Regions from separate parts of the Sus scrofa genome. Here region 1 is linked to region 2. A link is a contact called in public Hi-C data. All regions are on one chromosome and are shown on one strand. The core of a region is the stretch at or near the end of the contact, and the rest is flanking DNA. Distances in the headings are between cores, read along the strand shown.

Region 1 (4,313 bases), core at 1,230-3,729, 1.3 Mb after region 2:
TGCACCCTTGGCATATGGAAGTTCCCAGGCTAGGGGTCGAATTGGAGCTGCAGCTGGGAGCCTACACTACAGCCACAGCACCAAGGGATCCGAGCCGGGTCTGCGACCTACACCACAGCTCAAGGCAGCGCTGGATCTCCAACCCAGTGAGCGAGGTTGGGGATGGAACCCACACCCACATGGATACTAGTCAGGTTTGTTACCGCCAAACACAACGAGAACACCCCTCATTCCTTTAAATTTCTTCCAGTAGGAGTTCCTGCTGGGGCTCAGAGGAAACGAACCCAACTAGTATCCGCGAGGATGCAGGTTCCGTCCCTGGCCCCCACTCAGTGGCTTAAGGATCCGGCATTGCTGTGAGCTGTGGTATAGGTTGCAGCTGTGGATTGGATTTGGTGGCTGTGGTGTAGACCAGCAAGTGCAGCTCCAATTCAACCCCTAGCCTGGGAACTTCCATATGCCAAGGGTGCAGCCCTCAAAAAAAATTTTCTTCTGGTCTGGAAAGAAATTACTGAATTACTGACCAATCCAATTCGATCATTCCCTCCAGCCTCTGGACCCCTCTGTCCTCTGCTGAGAACCCTCTTCTCTGTCTTGGCCTGATGAACTCCTGAGGTTCCTTCAGATCTTATACCCAACACCTCCTCCTCCTCCAGGAAGCCTTCCCTGATCCCTCAGTGCAAGTGAAGACCCTCCTCCAGCGGGGCACAGAATCACACCGTATGGAAATCGCATCTGCCTCCTTTGCCCTCATCCAAGACTAAGAGTTTCTCAAGGGCAGCTTCTGGATTTGATGAGTCCCTACTCCCCAGGGCACTGGCCAAAGCTTCATCCCAGGAAGCTTCAGGGGACACATGTGAGCTGCCCGGGGACTCCAGCCAGGAGATCAGCTAAGGAGCACCTGCCCAGCCCTCTCTCGCCCTGGGATAGAGCAGGGAGAAGAGTCAGCCTGGCCAGGTGACCAGAACCGGGACTGTCCAGTGCAGGTGCTGGATGCCAGAAGGCTTGGGATATGCCACGGGGAAGAGGATCAGATCAGGAGGCCGGGTTTCTAGGTCCTGAAGGGGAAGCCAGGGTCTCAGGCCCTGGCTTCTTGGATCCTTGGGAAGAAAGGACCAAGAGGACTAGATTCCTGGGGCCTCTCAAGGCACTGACTTGCATCCAGTTCGGCATGCGGCTCTCCCAGACTCATGGGGATGCGGAACCCGGCTTGGTCCTCCTCCAGCATTTGAAGCAGCTCGTCCTCAGTCAAGTCAGCCGGAGGAGGGATGGAGGGAGAGTGACAGATGTTGATGAAAACCTTGCCTTCAGATGAGTTGGTCTTTATGCAGAAACCTGGAGCAAATGGGTTTGGCCGTGACCCTCTGTTGCTGCCTGGATCTCGGGGTCCAGCCTTCTTCTGATCTGTCGCCCTCCTTGAGTATTAGTCCTCCACTCTCTGGGGCTGTTCCCCTCCCCGCCCTGGAATTTCTGACTACCTTTGAGTCTTCGTCCCGCTGGTCACACCTGTCCTCCCTGCCTCTCTTTGGCTCTTGGCCCCTTCCCTGCTCTCTGGGTCTCCATCACTCCTCCCGCTCAAAGCCTCTCTACCCCACCATTACTGTTTCTCCTCCCTCCCTCCTCTTCCTGTGTCCCCTGCCCCCCAGTCAGGGTCCACCTCTCTCTGGGACACTATCTCTTTCTCTTTACGTTTCTGTCTTTCTCACCAGGTTGAGGTTGTATCTGTGTAGATTCTGGTCGGCTTGTTTGGGCTTGCTGGAGCTCCTTGGAGGCCTGTGTGAAGGAAAGCAATTTTCAAGTTTGGCCTTTGTGCTATCAGAACCCCCTCATTCGTTTCGCAAATGTTTACTGAGCAATTTTTATGAATACTAGCCAGGCAGGGCATAAGACATACTATGGCCCCTTCCTACCTTGAGGAATCTGAAGAACAAGCCCAATTTTGCTCCCATGTCTTCCAGAGACTAGCAAACTTGAAGGTAAACAACTACAATTCCCGCACGGACGGACACACACACACACACACACACATATGTATTCCCCGAATCCCCAGGGACCCAGGAGTGCGTTCAATCGCACCTGCAGCAGCAGCTCCTCGAAAGGCGTCGTCTCCGTGCCCATCGTCTCTGCTTCGTTTAGCTCCGGCACCAGCAACGTCGAGTCGGCCATGGCCCTGGGGGAGAGACCTTGGCGTCCTCAGCAACCCCGGCGTGGGGGAACCATCGGCGGGATCTGAACTCTGAGACTAGTTCCTGGGCCCTTAACCAAATCGCGACACCCACTATTCTGTATGAAAACCTGAGAATCTGGCCCGAGACACTTTCACTCAGACCAGATACTGTCGTCAAATCTCTTAAGAGCCAGTGTCTCTAGATGCTAAGTCCTGCGTGCCAAAGGTGCAAACTACAGCCACTCTTTTGATCCCTGCGTAATCAGGAACTTGAGTAAGTCACACTACCCCAACGCTTCATCAATCCTGCAACTGTATTCCGTTACCAATCACAGACCAATCTAGTCCAAGGCTGAAGCCACGCCTCTCATCTCAACCAATCAATACAAAGTCCTGATAGTCACTAAATGCCACACTTCCTGCGGGATTCAAGCCACGCTTCCGGCTCCTTCCGGATAGCCGACTCCGGCCAGTAGCTGGGCAAATCTGTCACACTTTAAGAACATTAATTTCATGGAGTTCCCGTCGTGGCGCAGTGGTTAAGGAATCCGACTAGGAACCATGAGGTTGCGGGTTTGATCCCTGGCCTTGTTCAGTGGGTTAAGGATCCGGCGTTGCCGTGAGCTGTGGTGTAGGTTGCAGACGCGGCTTGGATCCCGCGTTGCTGTGGCTCTGGTGTAGGCCGGTGGCTACAGCTCCGATTGACCCCTAGCCTGGGAACCTCCATATGCCGCGGGCGCGGCCCAAGAAATAGCAAAAAGACAAAAAAAAAAAAAAAAAAACATTAATTTCAGTGTCCATCCTAAGACTCTCTTTTGACCTCTGAACAACCACCTCGTTCCAGAACTAGATTCTATTCTCGATAAAATGTATTTAGGACTAAAAACTGCAATTCCGGTATCCAACACAAACAGGATAGCGAGACGCTGGAGCTCTCACAACTATTTGAAGTCACTCACACTTTCGTTCCCCATTCGCCCCGCTCTGAGGACTGCGCATGATCCAAACTACACTTCCGTGCGCAGACCCATGGGCGGGGTCACCAGGTCCTGGGCGGGGTTACGCTCTATCTCCCATAGCCCCGCCCTTTGGGTAGGAGGGGGCGGTGCTACCCTTCGGACCTCGAGGTTTCCTCCGGCAGAGCGCCCTGCAGTCGGTGGAAAGCGGCGGGGGAGCGCGATGGCCGAGACGTGTACAGGATCCCGCGCCAGCGAGATCTTCACCACGCTGGAGTACGGACCCGTGCCGGAGAGCCACGCATGCGCACTGGTGAGGGCTCGCCCGGCCCGCGCTGCCCATCCCCCTCCCCAGTCTTCGGAGCCGAGTTTTGCGCGCGGACTCCCACGATCCACCGCGGCAGCTCAGTAACTCCGCCCCTCTCAGCTCCCGCGATTCCCGCCACTCCTTAGGACCCACCCCTGGAGGATGGTTTGTTGAGCTTCTTAGAGTTGCTGCCTCAGCCCGATAGTCTCTTCTCATGAGGCCCAGTGGCTGTCCCGTTACATGGTCCAGAATTCACGGTGGTGCTTCGCCGAGGGTGCTTCCGAGAATCCCCCGAGGGGGTCCTGTGATTCATCAAGGCCCCCTCATAACCTCCCGCGATTCCCTGGGGGGCTCCCGTGATCTTCCGAGGACTCAGAACCCACGTGTAGACTTACCGTTGATTCCTCAGAACATCCTATGGCTCCCGAGTTTCCCCGGAATTCCTGGAGGGGCTCCCTTGATCAACCAGAGACCTCCAAAACCTCCGCGGAGCCGCCGTGATTCCTCAGGGTCACCTCAATACTCGTGGGGTTCCTATAGTCTCGGGAGTTCTCAGAACCCCAGAATACATCAGAACTTTCTGTAATAACCTTCAGCCCCTCAGAATAACCCCATGGGGCTCCCGCGACCCCTCCGTATTCTTCAGGACTTCCATAAGACTCCCGTGATCCCTCAGGGTCCCCCAAGAACGCTCTTGGGGTTCCCTATAAAAGTAGGGTGCCTCGAATTTTCTGTAACTACCCTCAGCATTCCCCCACGGGGCCATCATGAAGGCACAGGGCCCTCTAGCGCCCGGGCGTGAGAAGCTTGGCCTTTCCTGGAGGGAAAGAAGGAGGTTGGAATAATGGTGAGACCAGAGCCTGCCGTAGGCTCTGGAGATGGA
Region 2 (4,143 bases), core at 116-2,615:
CTGCCACACTGTGGGTGTTGGGTCTGTGGCCCAGCCCCCTTCAGCCCTCTCCTGGGCATGCTGCTCATCCTGCTCGCACTGCCCGCCCAAACCTCACTCAAGGACCATTCAGCAGGCCTTCAGCCCCTTCTGGTTTTCTCATCTCTTCCCTTTTTTTTTTGGGGGGGGGGCTAATCCTGTGGCATAAGGAGGTTCCCAGTTTAGGAGTCTAATCGGAGCTACAGCTGCCGGCCAGTCACAGCCACACGCCAGATCTGTGCCGCATCTGCAACCTACACCACAGTTCACGGCAACGCCGAATCGTTAACCCACTGAGCAAGGCCAGGGATCGAACCCAAAACCTCAGGGTTCCTAGTCGAATTCGTCTCCACTGCGCCACAATGGGAACTCCTCTCATCTCTTCCTTTTATCCTCCCCAGTCCTAAACCGAGCCAGCTCCACTGATTTCCCCCCACGCCCACTTGGTCTCCAGTCTCCCAGCTCAGGCCTCATCAGCCTTCGCTCCATCACCCCAGGGAGGCCTCCGCCCAGATCTCACCCGGGTGTCAGATCCCCTGATACTAGTTCCCGGCAACCAGGACCACACTCAGCCCAGACACCTCACACACCTCAGACCTGGGCTCCTCACTCCCAGGATCACCTAAGCCCTGACCCTGAGTTCACACAAATCCACCACCTCAGGACTTGGAAAGGTGAGGCCCTAGAGCGGGAGAGCTCCTCAGTCCCAGGCCTCAAGACGCCGGTCTGAGATCCTTCAAATAAGTCCTCCTAGAGCTTCAAAAAGCTGCTTGACCTGGCTGCCCTCCCAGGCTCCCTCAATCTCCGCAGGCCAGGTTCCCCGCAAGGCCTCAGACCATTTCTTCACCCCAGCTGCTGCTCTGGCCCGTCTTCAGCCTGGGTCCCCTTGCCGCCTCCAGATGGTGTCACCCTGGCCTGGGTGTCCTCAGCCCAGGGTAATGCCATCTTCTCAGTCTCTCCTCAAACCATGATGCCACTGCCACACCCGGGGCCCCCTAGCCCTCAGCCTCGTCCCCTCTGCTGACTTAGACCATGTCACGTAATCCAGTGACGCCCTCCATCCTCGAGGCTCAAGCCCTTCGTCTCTACCGCCGCCTCAGCCCATGACTCCTGCGTCCTCTCAGCGTAGGTCCCGGCCGACTGCCCGGCGCAGTTCTTACCCAAAGAGGCCCGAGAAAAAGGACTGCGAGTTCTTCACTTTGCGCTCCGCCTCGGCCAGCAGCGCCATCGCTTCCGCTTCCTTCCCGGAGTTGTCCATGGCGGCGGCAAAGGTACTCAGCAAACCGCCGAACCCCAACCCTCGGAGGACTCAGCCGCGGCAGAGCCGCGGTACACAGGTCGGGGGAGCTTAGTGGGCTGCGTTGACGTCGCTCCGGCGCGCGCCTCCTGCGCCCCGGCACCACGTGCTCCGCGCTGGCCAACCAGCGGCCTCGTAGCGCGGCGCGCGCCCCGCGGGCCCCGCCCCCCGCCAGCTGCCTTACACCGCCCCGTGACTCTCAGTTTCCAATCGGCGACCTGGTGCTTGGACGCATGCGCAAGAGTCCGCGCACTGCGCTCGCCTCGCTTCCGGAAGCTCGGGGTGACGGCCCATGTGATTCAACGCCAGCCAATCGTAGTCCTCACCGCCAAGGACCCTTCCTCCTCCCCGCAAGCTCCTCCTCGAGGTGTTACCTGGCTGGATCCGCCTCCACCAATGAGCACCAGACCCTGGCTCCGCCTGTACCTTCCCCGGTGGAATTTATATCCCAGTCAGCTGACCGATGCCTCTCACGTGACAGCTCCTGGGCCGTGCGGGAAGTTACGACCAAACCACGCCTGGGTTTGACAGCTCCGTTGCGCAGTAGTTAGTCCCCGCCTCCGCTCCTTATCTCCTATTGTCCTTCACTTGTAAAGGCGTCTGTGGCGAGAAGGAAACTGGTCTTCTTGTTCTTGCGCCCTCTGTCGACCTATGCTGAAACTGGCTTGGGAAGGGCAGTGAAGAAAGCATACCTCACTTTATTTGTACTTTAATTACCCTTTGCAGATACTACGTTTTGGACGAGTTGAAGGTTGTGGGAACCCTGCCTTGAGCAGGAGTGTCTGCGCTGCGCTGCTTCCCAAACAGCATTAGCTCATTTCACGTCTCAGTGTCACGTTTGATAATTCTTGAACTACTTTAAATGTTTTCATTACTACATTTGTTAGGGCGGCCTGTGAAGAGTGATCTTTGATGTTACTACTACGACTGGCTAAAGGCTCAGATGACAGCAATAAGTACTTTTTTTTTTTTTTTTTTTTTTTTGTCTTCTTGCCATTTCTTGGGCCGCTCCCGTGGCATATGGAAGTTCCCAGGCTAGGGGTCCAGTCGGAGCTGTAGCCACCGGCCTACGCCAGAGCCACAGCAACGCGGGATCCGAGCCACGTCTGCAACCTACACCACAGCTCATGGCAACGCCAGATCCTTAACCCACTGAGCAAGGCCAGGGGTCGAACCCAAACCTCATGATTCCTAGTCGAATTCGTTAACCACTGAGCCACGATGGGAACTCTAGCAATAAGTACGTTTAATTGATATGTACTTTTTTTTTTTTTACACAATACTATGGCACACTAACAGACTCAGGGATAGTGTAAAGGTAACTTTTATATGCACAGGGAAACAAAAACTCCTGTGACTGGTGTTATTGTGGTGATCTGCAACTGCACCTGCAGTGTCTTTGAGATATGCCCATAACTGAGAGATAGAGGCAAAACTGAGAGCAGAGGTTCTAGCTCTGGTTTCACTTAAAAAAAAAAAATGCTGGTGAGAGTATGGTAAAAAGTCAGGTTCAACCATGTCTAGCGTCCAGATCTTAGGTTTTAATACCATCTCCACTAAAAGGAACCAGGGGTCCTTGGATAAATGGCTGGGCAGGAAATCATACAAGATGAGCCTGGAGCTTCTTGTACATCCAGAAAGGAAGTCTCTCTGCCTGCATCTCTGTCTCTCTGTCTCTCTCTCACACACACACAAACAAGATGGGGTATGTCAAAGAGACGCAAGAGCCACCTGAAAGAGCTCCCAATAGTCAAAGCTGGAATATTTTGAGCAACAAAGTAGCGCTGATTATAACCAGTCTATAAATCCATGAGCCATGCTGAGATAAATGACTGAACAAATAAATGGTAGAGAACAGGCAAATATTCTGTGCATAATTTCAAATTATGTGGATATTCCACCTTCTAGAAGGTGGAGCATAACTCCTCTGTCCTTACATGTGGACTGCACAGTGACTTCCTTCCACAGAAAGTAGTAGGGGGGAGGGGGCCTAAGTTGACAGTGTAGAAACCTGACACTGTCAGCCAGGTGCTGGATGGTACCACCAACAGTGACAGTCACGTTGGTACTGTGTACCCTTAATAACATGGGATGACAGTGCCACTTCACCCCCGTGGTCCTCCTCCTCTGATCATGCGAAGAACTTAGACAAATCCTAGATGGGCACATTCTCCAAAATACCTGACCAAGACTCCTCATGGCTGTCATCAAAAACAAGGAAAGTCTGAGAAACTGTCACAGCCAAGAGGAACCTGATGAGATGTGACAACTAAATGCAGTGTGGCGTCCTGGGAGGATCCTGGCACAGAAGAGGGACACTAGGTAGAAACTGATGGAATCTGCATAAGTATGGATTTTAGTTACTAATATCAATATTGGCTCATTAACCGTATGTATCACACTAATGTTCGATAATAGCAGCGGAAACTGGCTGTGGGGTATACGGTCATTTTCTGTACCATTTCCCAATTTTTATGTAAATCTAAAAACTCTTTTACTAAGAAAGCTTCTTTAGAAAAATTTAAGTTCCAGGGCCCTAGCTCCAATGATTCCGATTATGAATGGCTATAGTGGCGTATAAGAATATGCAGTTTTTACTGGACCCCCTGATGCACAGGATGCAGATAATCTGCAGTTGAGAAAATGCTGTTTTCCGGTGGGCAGGAGGTGGGGTTTGGCTGAGGGGGTAATTCACCTAAGAAACCCTTGCCCAACTCTGATTGCACCCAGAGACCCTTCTGGCCCACCCACTTGTGGTAGCCCCTATATTCCGAGCACAGATAAGGCAGGGCTGAGTCTGATTGCCACAAGCAGTTGGGTCCCCTGTC

Evidence for each region. A called contact is a pair of places that touch in the nucleus more often than the background predicts.
Region 1: a Hi-C map of liver shows a contact between it and region 2, with 4 times the contacts expected there. The contact joins the promoter of PIH1D1 here to the promoter of NAPA in region 2. A contact is called at or near these places in 1 of 5 promoter capture datasets (liver) and 1 of 47 Hi-C or Micro-C datasets (liver).

The regions. Positions count from the first base shown.
Region 1 is chr6:54,526,278-54,530,590 of Sscrofa11.1, forward strand. It overlaps PIH1D1 (PIH1 domain containing 1), which reads right to left and starts at 2,480. Exons shown (of 9, transcript NM_001244978.1): 1 at 2,077-2,480; 2 at 1,707-1,773; 3 at 1,156-1,335. The coding sequence starts at 2,166. ALDH16A1 (aldehyde dehydrogenase family 16 member A1) reads left to right here and starts at 3,262. Exons shown (of 18, transcript XM_021094740.1): 1 at 3,262-3,436. The coding sequence starts at 3,347.
Region 2 is chr6:53,273,873-53,278,015 of Sscrofa11.1, forward strand. NAPA (NSF attachment protein alpha) reads right to left here and starts at 1,366. Exons shown (of 11, transcript NM_001244384.1): 1 at 1,179-1,366. The coding sequence starts at 1,276.